Linked DNA regions of Rattus norvegicus: region 2 is linked to region 1. The links are chromatin contacts, called in public Hi-C maps. All regions are on one chromosome and are shown on one strand. Each heading gives the region's core, a stretch centred on a gene start, on an enhancer-like site or on the middle of the called end of the contact. The rest is flanking DNA. Distances are from core to core; before and after follow the strand shown. Region 1 overlaps LOC108350412 (a long non-coding RNA gene). Region 2 has its middle 56 kb from the start of Ctnnd1.

Region 1 (7,433 bases), core at 2,360-4,859:
TAGTTCTTGAAGTTCTAGCCAGAGCAATCAGACAACAAAAGGAGGTCAAGGGGATACAGATCGGAAAAGAAGAAGTCAAAATATCACTATTTGCAGATGATATGATAGTATATTTAAGTGATCCCAAAAGTTCCACCAGAGAACTACTAAAGCTGATAAACAACTTCAGCAAAGTGGCTGGGTATAAAATTAACTCAAATAAATCAGTTGCCTTCCTCTATACAAAAGAGAAACAAGCCGAGAAAGAAATTAGGGAAACGACACCCTTCATAATAGACCCAAATAATATAAAGTACCTCGGTGTGACTTTAACCAAGCAAGTAAAAGATCTGTACAATAAGAACTTCAAGACACTGAAGAAGGAAATTGAAGAAGACCTCAGAAGATGGAAAGATCTCCCATGCTCATGGATTGGCAGGATTAATATAGTAAAAATGGCCATTTTACCAAAAGCAATCTACAGATTCAATGCAATCCCCATCAAAATACCAATCCAATTCTTCAAAGAGTTAGACAGAACAATTTGCAAATTCATCTGGAATAACAAAAAACCCAGGATAGCTAAAGCTATCCTCAACAATAAAAGGACTTCAGGGGGAATCACTATCCCTGAACTCAAGCAGTATTACAGAGCAATAGTGATAAAAACTGCATGGTATTGGTACAGAGACAGACAGATAGACCAATGGAATAGAATTGAAGACCCAGAAATGAACCCACACACCTATGGTCACTTGATTTTTGACAAAGGAGCCAAAACCATCCAATGGAAAAAAGATAGCATTTTCAGCAAATGGTGCTGGTTCAACTGGAGGTCAACATGTTGAAGAATGCAGATCGATCCATCCTTATCACCCTGTACAAAGCTTAAGTCCAAGTGGATCAAGGACCTCCACATCAAACCAGACACACTCAAACTAATAGAAGAGGGGCTGGGGATTTAGCTCAGTGGTAGAGCGCTTACCTAGGAAGCGCAAGGCCCTGGGTTCGGTCCCCAGCTCCGAAAAAAAAGAACCAAAAAAAAAAAAAAAACTAATAGAAGAAAAACTAGGGAAGCATCTGGAACACATGGGCACTGGAAAAAATTTCCTAAACAAAACACCAATGGCTTACGCTCTAAGATCAAGAATCGACAAATGGGATCTCATAAAACTGCAAAGCTTCTGTAAGGCAAAGGACACTGTGGTTAGGACAAAACGGCAACCAACAGATTGGGAAAAGATCTTTACCAATCCTACAACAGATAGAGGCCTTATATCCAAAATATACAAAGAACTCAAGAAGTTAGACCGCAGGGAAACAAATAACCCTATTAAAAATGGGGTTCAGAGCTAAACAAAGAATTCACAGCTGAGGAATGCCGAATGGCTGAGAAACACCTAAAGAAATGTTCAACATCTTTAGTCATAAGGGAAATGCAAATCAAAACAACCCTGAGATTTCACCTCACACCAGTGAGAATGGCTAAGATCAAAAACTCAGGGGACAGCAGATGCTGGCGAGGATGTGGAGAAAGAGGAACACTCCTCCATTGTTGGTGGGATTGCAGACTGGTACAATCATTCTGGAAATCAGTCTGGAGGATCCTCAGAAAATTGGACATTGAACTGCCTGAGGATCCAGCTATACCTCTCTTGGGCATATACCCAAAAGATGCCCCAACATATAAAAAAGACACGTGCTCCACTATGTTCATCGCAGCCTTATTTATAATAGTCAGAAGCTGGAAAGAACCCAGATGCCCTTCAACAGAGGAATGGATACAGAAAATGTGGTACATCTTCACAATGGAATATTACTCAGATATCAAAAACAACGACTTTATGAAATTCGTAGGCAAATGGTTGGAACTGGAAAATATCATCCTGAGTGAGCTAACCCAATCACAGAAAGACACACATGGTATGCACTCATTGATAAGTGGCTATTAGCCCAAATGCTTGAATTACCCTAGATGCCTAGAACAAATGAAACTCAAGACGGATGATCAAAATGTGAATGCTTCACTCCTTCTTTAAAAGGGGAACAAGAATACCCTTGGCAGGGAAGAGAGAGGCAAAGATTAAAACAGAGACTGAAGGAACACCCATTCAGAGCCTGCCCCACATGTGGCCCATACATATACAGCCACCCAATTAGACAAGATGGATGAAGCAAAGAAGTGCAGACCGACAGGAGCCGGATGTAGATTGCTCCTGAGAGACACAGCCAGAATACAGCAAATACAGAGGCGAATGCCAGCAGCAAACCACTGAACTGAGAATAGGACCCCCATTGAAGGAATCAGAGAAAGAACTGGAAGAGCTTGAAGGGGCTCGAGACCCCATATGTACAACAATGCCAAGCAACCAGAGCTTCCAGGGACTAAGCCACTACCTAAAGACTATACATGGACTGACCCTGGACTCTGACCTCATAGGTAGCAATGAATATCCTAGTAAGAGCACCAGTGGAAGGGGAAGCCCTGGGTCCTGCTAAGACTGAACCCCCAGTGAACTAGACTGGTGGGGGGAGGGCGGCAATGGGGGGAGGGTTGGGAGGGGAACACCCATAAGGAAGGGGAGGGGGGAGGGGGATGTTTGCCCGGATACCGGGAAAGGGAATAACACTCGAAATGTATATAAGAAATACTCAAGTTAATAAAAAAACCAAACAAACAAACAAACAAAAAAAACAAATAAAATGCAATTTCTCTCTGAAAAAAAAAACCCAACAGTGTACTCACATACGTGAAATAAATAAATCTCTAAAAAACAAAAGTGATGCACGACGGCTGGAGAGATGGCTTAGTTGTTAAGAGTGCTGACTGCTCTTCCAGAGGTCCTGAGTTCAATTCCCAGCAACCACATGTGGCTCACAACCATTTGTAGTGGGATCTGATGCCCTCTGCTGGTGTGTCTGAAGATAGCAACAGTATGTATGCATATATATATATATATATATATATATATATATATATATATATATATATATATCTTTAAAAAAAAGGATGCACTTCTGTGGCATGTTGCCAGCCGTGGAGTTGCAATGGTTAGTTTTGCCATCTTGGCAAAATCTAGAATCCCCTGAGAAGGGAGTCTCAGTGAAGGAGTGCTTAGATCAGGCTGGCCTGTGGTCCTGTCTGTGGCCGTGTCCTGATTTGTTAATTGCTGTGGGAAGACCCACCAGCTGTGGATGGGGCTATTTCCTGACTGCAATCCTAGACTGGGTAAAAATAGAGTGCGGGATAAATATAAGCAGGCGCGTGCCTCTCCTTCCTCAGTACTGGCTGGAAAGGACACTTTCGTTCTACATGTTTTTTAGGGTAAAGCTCACATTAAACTTACATAGACGTTGTACATTTTTTTAAAAAGAGGGATGTTCTTTTGACTCTGTCAGAAAGTATGTGTTGAGATCCCCGGGTGCCAGGTGTTGCCCTAGCGACCGTTTATCTGTTCTGAAAATGTGGTCCTCTAGGACTCATGTTCCTCCTTTAGTGAGTTTTTCTAGCGATGTGAATCTATGAAGTTTTTCAGTGGATGGCATTCTAAAGCAGCAGGAGCTAGCAGTGGGTTAGAGCGGTGGCGAGGAGTGTTGGAAGGCTCTGAACAGCAGCTGGGACTACGGTGTTTTAAAACGTGCCATGGGGCTGGAGCGAGCTCAATGGCTAGGAGGGACATTTGTTACTCTTGAAGAGAGAGGACCTGGGTTTACTTCCCAGCACCCACATGGTGGCTCACAAACATCTGTAACTCCAGTTCCAGGGGATCTGACACCGTCCTCTGACCTCAGTGGGCACCAGACATATGAGGTGCACATACATACATGCAGGTAAAACACTGACTCATATAAAATGATAACATAATAAATATTAAAAAACTAATCTGCTAAGGTCTGACCTTCTCCCTCAAATTTGTTTGTGGGAATCCTAATCCTCAAAGAGATAGTATTGAGAGAGAGTCAGAGTACGGTGGAGTACTAACTGGGGTTGGTGTCCTTATCAAAGAGGTCTCAGAGAGCACAGCCCCCCTTGCACTGTGTGAGAACACAGTAAACTAGAAAAATGGATCCTTGCCAAACCTAATTGTTCTGGGGTCTTGATGTTGGGCATTTTGGGTGTATGAAACCCATTTGGTTCATGGCATTTGTGTGTGTGTCTGTGAGTGCACACATGCGGGTATAGAGATCAGAGGGCAATCGTGGGAGTCAGTTCTTTCTCTTCTTTTTTATTATGTGGGTCCTGGGGATTGAACTCAGGATGTCAGTCTTGGTGGCAAGAATTTTATTAACTGCTGAGCTATCTCACTGGTCCACCAAATATTTTTAAATAATAATTTTTATTATTTGAAAGTTATACAATGTATATTTACCATATTCATCCACTACCTACCTTCTTTCAACTTCCCCTGGTACCCCAACCCCACATTTCTTCTAGCTTCATGTCCTCTTTTATATAAATATATATACATACATATACTTGTATATATACACATATATATTCATCTTGAATATAAATTTATTATAACACATATACATTTAAATATATTCATTTTAATGTATACATATATATTTGCTTGGATATATATCCATATATGTTGTGGATATATATATATATACACATATATACAACACATATATATACACATATATATTGTGTGCATGCATGTGCATGTGTGTGTGTGTGTGTGTGTGTGTGTGTGTAAAGTGAATAGCACCAAGAGAAGTAGAGGAAACTAGAGAATACCTAGTATTAGTCATGTGTTAAGAAATTTCTCTACCAGCTTTTTAAATGCCATGCATACCTTCTGATTTAAATATAATGCCCATTTATCAGTGAAATTATCAACTATCCCAAAGTGAGAGAGCTGGTACCTAAGGAAAAATAGAATTAGAATTCAGTCCATTCTAGTAATTTTATGGGTATTATATAGTCAGAATCATATTGTGCGGAAATCAGAAGTCAATGTTGAACGTCTTCCTCTGTTGCTCCCCACCTGACTTTTTGAGGTAAGGTTTCTCATTGAACTTGGAACTCATGGATTCAGTTTGACTGGATGGACAATGAACTCCAGAGATAGTCCAGTCTCTGCTTACGCAACACCAGGATGGTGGGTATGTGTCACTCCACTTGACATTTACATGGGTTCTGCTATCCATTCTTGTACCAAAAACACTTTACTACCCCCTAGAATGATTTTCTATCTTCAAATTTCCTGTTGTAAACTGAGGTGGCAGAGGCCGGTAACCCCAGCTTTTGAGCGGCAGATGCAGGTGAACCACAAATTTAAGGCCAACCTGGGTTCCATAGTGAGATATGTCTCCAGACGAGCAGGGTGTCAGGATGTAGTTTACTTGGTCTAGTACTTGCCTATGTACATGAGACCTTGGCCAATCTCTAGCAACATATTAACTGGTGTGCTGATGGCTGCCTGTAACCCCAGTACTTGGGAGGCAGAGGTGGCATATTAGCCATTCTCTCGGGAACTGTCACCTGTATTGGGTCTTGTAGGCATGGCATGGTTTGGAGGCTCTGCCTGTTGACCTAGAGGAAGAATGAAATAAAGGACATATTTGGACTGCAATTAGGAGCAAAAATTTCAACAATGAATCCCCCTGAGGCTAGGGACACAGGGAACCTGATGCGTCCTCCTGTGAGAATGCAAGATGAGTCAGTGGGGCAGCCTCCTCACCGCTGTGGGTTCAACCATGTCTCCCCAACAGCTCTGTTGTCCTCAAGGCACCTAGGCAAGAGTGCTTCTCTGCAAGTAGGGTCTTTGCAGACAGAATGGAGCTAAAAATGGCATCACAAAGATGGAGGCGATCCTATCTATTATGGGTTGATCTAGGGAGGCGACTGTCCTGTAAAAACAGATTCAGAAGGAAGATGCAGTCTTGGGAGGAAGGATAAACAAAAATGGAGGCAGAGATGGGAGCTGGGTTTCAAACAGTTTGGGAATGCCTAGGGCTCCAGAAGTTGGAGGACTTCAGCAAGGGCCCACTGTCGAAAGCTGAGGAGTGGGCACGGCCCAGCCAGCATCTTGACACCATGTGTTCAGCCTCGGGAGATGTAAGACATTTTGTCTTGTTTTAAGCCAGCAGTTTGTGGAGCTTTATTAAGCAGTCATAGGGAATGAGGATACCCAGTTATGACTCTGTCTCCTTTAAAACATCTGTCTGGGAGAACAGGCAGCTCAGCAGACGTGAAAAGGCTCAGTGTCAGAAAACCACGGCAGAGAACTAAAGGCTTGTTCAGCGAGCAGTGAATGAGGCAACAACCTGTGCTAGTGGGGCCCAGGGAGGAGCCTCATTTTCAAGGCGGTATTGGGGATACATTGTAACCAGAAGGCAGCATCTCTGCCTAGGGCTTTCAAATCCGTGACATTTTAATAATGTATCATCATCTCAATGCCTCAACACCCAGGGTTGTCCTTCCCTCTAGGTTTTCAGATGTTCAAGGAGAGGGCTAGGTCTCAGCGCTGCCGGGATCCGTTCAGACTGGCCAAGCGTTTGTTTAGGTTACTTTGGCTTCTGCTGTGATGAGCTGGTGACCATGGATTGTCATGCAGATTGTCAAATGTTTGGGATTCTGTATGGTTTGAGTGAGGCCAAGAGGAAAGAAGGAACAAAACAGAGCCTGTTCAGAGCTTCCTGGTATGCTGGAAATAATGGTGTGCTAACCTCTGGGTCTCATAAACAACGTCTGGCCTCTTGAAATACAGCCTGTGGAATTTCTGGCTGTGGGGATTCACGAGAGGCTATGTTACCTTATGTATGACGTTTCCCTCCCCAAGGAAGGATATCTATGGATGAATACCCTGTGAAGGGTATCTGTGAAAACTCCTGTTCTTTTTCTCTTGCAGGAAGATTGTCTGGATAAAGGGCTCAGTATGTTTAGTTCTGCTCTACCCTTTAATCACCAGAACGGCTCTGTTCTACTCTGTTTTTGTGTAATGTAGACCTTAAAACAGGGTCATTAAGTCTGTCTATTTCTGGGACTCAACTTAACTTTTTTACATTTCTCTCATCCCCCCTCTCCCCCCCCCCCCGTGTGTGTGTGTGTGTGTGTGTGTGTGTGTGTGTGTGTGTGTGTGTGTAAACATCAAAGGACAAGAGACAGTTCTCTCCTTCTACATTGTGAGTCCTGGGGCCTAGGGGTGGAACTTAGGTTTTCAGACTTGGCAGCAGGTACTTTTACTTGCTAAGTCTCTGAGTCGCTTCACTGCCCTCTGGTGTTCAGTTCAAAGTCACTTACCCACAGGCATGAACCGTTTTGCATTTCCAAGGATTTTCAGTGATGCAGGTAGTGTTGTTATCCCTGTCTGCCTTGCTTCTACACCTTCTCTTTGAACTGGTTCAGAATTTGCACTATGAAAAGGGTACAGTTGTGCTCCTTCAGGACCTCAGTAGAAAGAAGAAAGATGTCATTGGTAAATAATTGGTCTTCAGTGAGTCTG
Region 2 (7,433 bases), core at 1,664-4,163, 45 kb before region 1:
AAATGCTCATTATATAGCAACATCTTCAGTTACAGTTATTTGGCTGTTCCCAGTGATAGTCCAGGATCGTAAGAACCTTTGGGGGGCTAGTGAGACCAAGCAGCCCCCGCAGTGTCACCGTGTAGATTAAGGCTTGAATGCACTTAACACCTGTAGTCTTAGACCTGAAGAATAAAATTCAAAGCCAAAAACATGAGCCTTTGCTCTGTAGAAAAACCTGGCCATTGGTCAGCAACCTTTCCTCACTGGTATTGAGTTAGATTGAAGCCCTGCTGAGGGCTGGCCTTAAGCTCATGATCCTCCTGCTTGTCTCAATGCTGTCATTATAGGTGCAAATTACCATGCTCAGCTACAGACACAGTTCTCAAAGGTCTCGAGCATGCCAGCCCTGTGGTATACACTGCTAATCCCAGCTCTCAGGTGACAGACACAGCCCGGGTTACATAGCAAGACGTAGTCTCGGCCAGTCAATGAATCAGCTATTCATGCTCATACCTAAAATGAAATGTTGAACCAATTGATCTATAAACGCTGAATATGGTTGGTTTGGTTTTTTAAGACAAGGCCTCACTGTGTAGCTAGCCCATCCAGTTTGGTTTTCAGCTTGTGGCAATCCTTCTCAGGCGCTGAGATTATAAGCTTGTACCCCCACGCCTGATTTTCTGGAAAGTTCTTGGCAGACTTGACAATGTTTTTGAAGCAGGCTTCTTGATACTTCTTACTCATACTAACATTAAGAAACTTTTGGAATTTGTTCCTTCTTAGTGGCTCTTCTCAGGTTTTGTTTTTTTTTTTTTTTGGTTCTTTTTTTCGGAGCTGGGGATCGAACCCAGGGCCTTGCGCTTCCTAGGTAAGCGCTCTACCACTGAGCTAAATCCCCAGCCCCCTCAGGTTTTGTTTTGATATTTTTTTCTGTTTTTTGTTAGTTTTTTTTTCCATTTTTATATCTATGGGTGTTTTGTCTGCCTGGATGTCTTGCATTACACACTTTGGACATGTGTATAATGTCCAAAGAGACCAGGAGAGAGTGTTGCATCCAGTGCTTTTTAACTGCAGAGCTGTCTTTCCATTCCCTTTTCTTGTTACTTTTTAAAAAGCTTTTTTTCTTTGTGTGTGTGTGTGTGTGTGTGTGTGTGAGAGAGAGAGAGAGAGAGAGAGAGAGAGAGAGAGAGAGAGAAAGGCAGAGAGAGAGAGGAGAGAGCCAGTTGGGTGTGTGTCCTTGGGAGCCTCTGAGAGCCATAGGAATTATGGGCTGGTTCAGACAGAATTTGGGTCTTCTGAAAGCAAGTTAACTGTTAGGGTATCTCTCGTCCCCCTTAGTACTTTTTAAATGTTATAGAATTGGTAGATCTACTTTTAGGGGCCTGAGTAAGTATATAAGAATTAACTGTACTGTTGGTTGAAATTATATATTCCAAAACTGGGTATAGTAAAACATGCCTGTAATTGTAGCATTTGGGAAGCCAAAACAGGAGGATTGCTACAAGTTTGACACCATCCTGGGCTACATTGTCAGATTCTTATCTCAGAAAATAAAAAGATCAATTCTCCCATAGCCCCTTGGAATGGGCCTATATCTCTGAGGTAGATTAACTGCCTATGGCACAAGATCACGAGTACTATATCAATACCACAATAAATTCCTGCATTTCACTTTGGAAATTGATTCACAAGTTGGTCTCAGGAATCTTATCCCTGTAAAGTGACATAGGTTTTATGGTTAATGTAGGTGGCTATCTAACTTGAAACCCTAGGACACTTGCTTATTTTCCGTATGGACCCCAGAATGACTGGCTAACTCTTGGTAATAGTAGTGAGTAATAATTCATAAAAGGGAACAGTCGAGGAAGCACCAAGGCTGGGCCTGAGGCTAAGTTCTAGTACTTCTCTACCCTGTAAATCATCGAGGCAATTCCCAGGCAGACCCTGAATATGGTGCCTTTTAAGGCAGAAAGCATGTCCTGGATTATGAATTAATGAACTACAGGGTACTTCAACTAGGGAGCAAGTGGTTCCGTTGTTCAAAGCCAAGGAGATCAAGAAAACAAACATGGAAGAAAGATACTGCCTAAAGCAAACTGCTTTTTCATAGGATAGACTTTTTGAGTTTGTCCCTTAAAACAGGTTCTTCAGCTGTTCCAGCCAGGATTACTGGCAGACGTAGAAAGAAAGAAAAGCTGGAGACAGTAGTTCATTGCTGTTAAGGGTCTGTCTGCATCATTGTGACAATTTTGAGTTTTTATGTAGTGTGCAGTGACAGGGTCAAAAGCCATGAGTGAACTGTGTTGAGAGTTCTGCCCATGCTCCTATGATTGGAAGAATTTGAAGCATTTTCGTAGGCTTGTGACAACTAGTCTTTCTAGTATTATTATACTTGTCTTGCTGCCATTCCCTGATTATCATCTTTAGTGCTGACAACAAGCAGTCCAGATGCTGAAGTGTGCCCCAGGAGGGAGAATATGGGTTCCCTGTTCATGTTTCAGTCATGATCTTGTCCTGTGCTTCTTGTCTTCATCTTTTTGTGTTCTTTCATTTTTGTCATTTTCAGACTAAATTTGTTTTCTTGATGCGCTTCTCATCTCTTTCCCATCCCTTTGGTTCTCCTTGTTTTCATCTCAGTTCTTGTTTTAGGATCGGTGTGGAGCCTTTTTAACTATTTAGGCTCTGCTTTTGGAAAGATGATGTGGATTCGATTCCCTGAAAATGCTTTCCATGGAAGGAAGTAGGGATTGAATTGAGGGCTTTGCACATGGTGGGCAAACACTATCACTGAGCCACATCCAGCTGTATATTAGAAAAGAGAACTCTAAACATTGCTGAAGAGGCACAAAATAAGGCTGATGAAACAAAGCCAAGAAGGGATCCTTGCAAGGATCTGATAAAACTAGCCTTGCACAGAGTGGTTGCCAAGTACAGCATACCTTAGACTTCTAAGGAATGTGGGAAAATGCGAAGGAAGGAGTCCACAGAATGCTTAGCATAGAGATGAATTAAACACTCAGGACCAGATGGTCTGTTATGCAAACCTTGTGATCCAAGTTCAGTCCTTGGAACCCACGTAAATGTGCAAAGAGAACCAACCTCATAAAGAGCAGGCATGCCTATTAAGCAACGACAAATACTCTATTGGGGGAGACCTTTGTTGTACTGATCTTGATAATTTGCAGTCCAACTTTTGACTACCTGTGTGACCCACAAACCAGTAAACAGGGACTCTGCAGTGGTACTTCATTGGTCATACCTCTAGGTGATTTCGAGAAGCCAGAGCATTTCTTCTGAAGATTCAGACACAACTCCCATAACCTTTGGCCAGGTCCTTAAGCTAGACACAGTAGTAAAAGAGCAGTGGAAATGGCAGTAGGAGATGCATAAACCAGCCCTTAATTACTTCAGATGTTGGCATGAGCACAGACTATAAGAAGAAAGATTAGGGTCAGTGGGCTCCAGTGGTCAGAAGGCCTACTAAACAAAGCCCCGGTAGATGATGTAAGCCTTACAGCATGTAATTAGGAGTGGATAAGAATGCTGGACAATGACATGGAAGTTGAAAGGGTGATGGAGGATAATTCTATATGGGAAAAAAGTAAGGACACTGTTCAAAACTTTTGTGAAACGTGTCCATATTAGCTGTACCTGTTGAAGAATGGAAATAGAACATGTGTCTTCTAAAGAAAAGGCAAAAGCAGAAGGGAAGCTGTAGTTGCTACTTCATCCAATAGAATGAGCTAGGCTTAAAGGCTGCAGCAATAGAGGAGGAGTGTATGTCATCCCAGTGCTGGGGTTAGCATGCAACAAGTGAGCAGAGCAAGAGCAGGAAGCAAGTGTAGAGACAGGGAAGAAGTCTTGAAGTCTCCAAAAGGACAAAGTAATTTGAGTAAAGCTTCAGTAGCTACCATGTGAGTTATGTTAGCTTAAACACAAGGGTAGGATCCAATGCTTTAAGTCTTGCTGCCTCATTTTATAAATTGCCGACATTATAAAAATCTTGAGTAGCTTTCCCCATATTCTAATAGGGCATGATCCAAAGTAGGGCTTAACTAAAACTATAGGCTGCCCAATGACAGGATGGAGGTATGCTTTCTTTTAAAGTGTTACTTGTATGTATGCATGTATGTGTTCATATGTGTGTACACATGAAGGCCAGAGGCCAACTTCTAATATCTTCTATTGATCTCTATTTCGGGGGGAAGTCTCTCTGAACTTGAAGCTTACTGATTGGCTGGCCAACAAGCTCCTGGGATGCAACTATCTCCATCCTCTAATGCTGGGGAGATGGATAACTGGATATAACATGGATGCTGAGAGTCGGAACTTGAGCCAGCACTTCCTCACTTGTGAGATGTACCTTCTGTGTACAGAGACTGCTACCTTTGGGGTAGGAGAGCCAAGAAGGAGCATCATGCTGTCCCAGCTCATTTGAGCACCATTCATCATTTCCTGGGCTGCAGGATCTTTCTCAGGGCCATTAGCTGAAAAATTGAAAGGCAGCTGGTCTATCATCAGGGGACACATTTCCAGTAGACACTCCTTACAGCCTAGTTCCACTCCTACTTACAGGGTGCATAGCTTAGGTTTTACAGCGGCTCCAGATGTGCTATATATAGCACACACACACACACACACACACACACACACACACACATATATATATATATATATATATATATATATATATGCCTTACTCAAATGCTGATTGCTCTTTTTTGAGACTAGTGTCAGATCAAGCTTGGGGTCTTTGAGGTCATTCAGAATGACAATGTGTAAAAACAACTCAGCAGCAAGCTTGGGCTCCGGTGCTTGGCTTCCTGAATTCCAATTCTCACTGTCATAGCTGTGTGTGTGTGTGTGTGTGTGTGTGTGTGTGTGTGTGTGTGTGCGCGCGCGCGCACGCGCGCGCGCGCGCCTGCCTGCCTGCCTGTCTTATGCTTCTTTTACTCAGTTCTGGGGGTTGAGCCTTCAGCCTTGTATATGCTAAGCAGTCACACTTACTAAGGAGTCATATGCCCAGTTCTCTCTGGGAGATTTCTTAATCTTTTGTGCCTCTCGTCATGGAGCCTAATATGTACATACAGTGAAAATAAAATGAGATTATGAATGGAATGGCACTTAAACTGTAATTGGCATGTACCAAGTATGTTGTTGCTTTTATTATTACTGCTACTATTTTGAGATAGCCCAGTCTGGTCTTGAACTCACAATAACCCTCCTACCTTAGTTTCTTTAGTGCTATGATTTCAGGCATGAGCCAACACAGCTGGCATATTAACTTTATTATACCTATCATTGGATAGTTCTCTCTGCAATTATATATATATCTGTACATGTGTATGTATTTGTTTAAATTAATTAGATGATTATTTTGCTAAGTAAGTTATGTCTAACTACTTAAAGGATTATTTCAAGGGCAACCCAAAATGACAATTAGTGTACATGTCCAGTTCCCAGATCAGGATAAGATGTTCATTAATTATTTGATGGATAGTTACACTTCTCTCATCTAGGTCCTATTCTAAATGTCTATTAGAAATGATTTGTGCCTAAATTATTTTTTTTTCAGAAATTATTTTTAAGTTAGGGAACGCAAGGCCAGGTGGAAGCATCCATTAAGTCTAGTACTTTTGATGATAGCCTTTTTGAATGTGATGGAGACCTTTTTTTCCTTTTTTCTTTTTTGCAAATACCAAGGTTTATCCTTGGGAGGTAAGGAAGAAATCTGCATACAGAGCCTATGAGAGCTATGAAAAGATTTGGTTGTATGAAGTCACATAAAAGCTACATGTATTTGTTAAGTACATTGCTATATGCTAGAACCTATTCTGGCTATAAAGGTTATCATGAGCACAGGCCCTTGTCTTTAAGAGAGCCAGAGAAAGAGTTTGAAGTTGTTACTAGATCACTGTTACAGGGAACAGTGTAGAGTAGGAAAGATTGTGTAACCAATGGCAGGAAGCTGCATGATTTGGGGCAAGAGGTAATGATAGCTTAGACCACTGGGGCATATTTTTTAAAAGATTTGATTCAAGGTATATGTAATATGTTAGTAACTCCCCTTTCCTTCCCCTCTCCTTCCCCTCTCCTTCCCCTCTCCTTCCCCTCTCCCTTCCCCTCCCCCCTCTTTTTCCCTCCACATCTCTTCCTTCTTTCCCCTTCTCCTTTATCCTCTTTTCCCCTGCCCCTTTCCCTCCCACTCTGGGCTTGACCTTGAGGCCTTGATTGTTCTAGGCAAGCGCTCTATCATTGAGTCATGTCCACATGTTCACTTCTGAGGTAGAGCATCACTAAGTTGCAGTTGTGATCCTCCTCCTGAGTCCTGTCCAGTAGCTGGGCTTACATGCCTGTACCCACACACCCTGCTAGTGCTCTTTCTGTAGGACACTTTTTAAAGTCCTTTGTATATACTGACATTTACTCTACGCCAACCCTGTATAGGAGGCAATGACATAAACATGTAATACAAACTAACCCTACGGCTGTGCTTTATAATACATGTTCTTTCCCTGCTTCATATTTACCATAACTTATGGTTATCCACAATTTGGAGATGAAGAAATGAATTTTAAAGTAGTTAACTAACTCTCCTGAGGTCTCATTTTTGTTGGTTCTCTTATGCCTAAGAGTTCCCTTGGACTAAGTGTGTAACCAAGGCTAAGTGTTTGCCTCTTGGGTAATAGCTTTGTAAGTATGCACTATTGTGTCTGGCTCGGGGTGCTAAGGATTGAATGGAGGCTTCATGCATGTTAGGCAAGTGCTTTACTATCTACAGTGCTACATCTTTAGTACCACTTTTGTTTGTTTTTTGGTTTTGTTTGTTTGTTTTGAGAGAGAGAGAGAGAGAGAGAGAGAGAGAGAGAGAGAGAGAGAGACTTGTTGCCCTGGAACTTGGAGTATAGACCTCCTTGAACTTGGGGCAATCCTTATCCCTCTGCCAACAGAGTCTAGTAACCACCATGCCCAGTCCTGAATCCTTTGTTTTTGTTTTTGTTTTTGTTTTGTTGTTGTTGTTGTTTTGTTTTTTTGTTTTTCCCCAGACCTGAGGAATGAACCCAGGGCCTTGTGCTTGCTAGGCAAGCACTCTACCACTGAGCTAAATCCTCAATCCATCCTTTGTTTTTTTAAACTGCCAATCTCAATTGGTTTAAGGCAAAATTAATGGAACGCAAGGTGAGGCGCTGTGGGGACTCATGAGTCTTTTACTCATACCTGGCGCTTCATCTGCGTCCCAGCAGACTTATCGCTACAATCCAGACTTAAAGGGGTTAAATGGGACCAATGCAAGTTGTAGCTGAGCCCTTACAGTGTAGCTCTCCACAGCAACACCCCACCAAGGTGAAACAGGTTCCAAATGTGGCAGTGCCTAGAAACCCCCAGTGATGGAGAGACAGCGTATTGGCTATGTGGTCAGAGCCCATTACCAGTTGAGTCATGCCTCCTTC

The links. A called contact is a pair of places that touch in the nucleus more often than the background predicts.
Region 2: a Hi-C map of frontal cortex shows a contact between it and region 1, with 1.6 times the contacts expected there. The contact joins two enhancer-like sites. A contact is called at or near these places in 4 of 12 Hi-C or Micro-C datasets (the A7r5 cell line, the Rat2 cell line, frontal cortex and 1 more).

What each region holds. Positions count from the first base shown.
Region 1 is chr3:90,038,032-90,045,464 of GRCr8, reverse strand. It overlaps LOC108350412 (a long non-coding RNA gene), which reads right to left. Exons shown (of 4, transcript XR_001837170.3): 3 at 7,232-7,378; 4 at 4,300-5,521. Among named protein-coding and RNA genes, the nearest start is that of Tfpi, 61 kb to the right of the region's middle. Within about 2 kb of position 3,609, at least 4 of the 93 cell types and tissues checked have an H3K27ac peak or open chromatin away from gene starts, as enhancers often do.
Region 2 is chr3:90,081,846-90,089,278 of GRCr8, reverse strand. No RefSeq gene overlaps it. Among named protein-coding and RNA genes, the nearest start is that of Ctnnd1, 56 kb to the left of the region's middle. Within about 2 kb of position 2,913, at least 12 of the 93 cell types and tissues checked have an H3K27ac peak or open chromatin away from gene starts, as enhancers often do.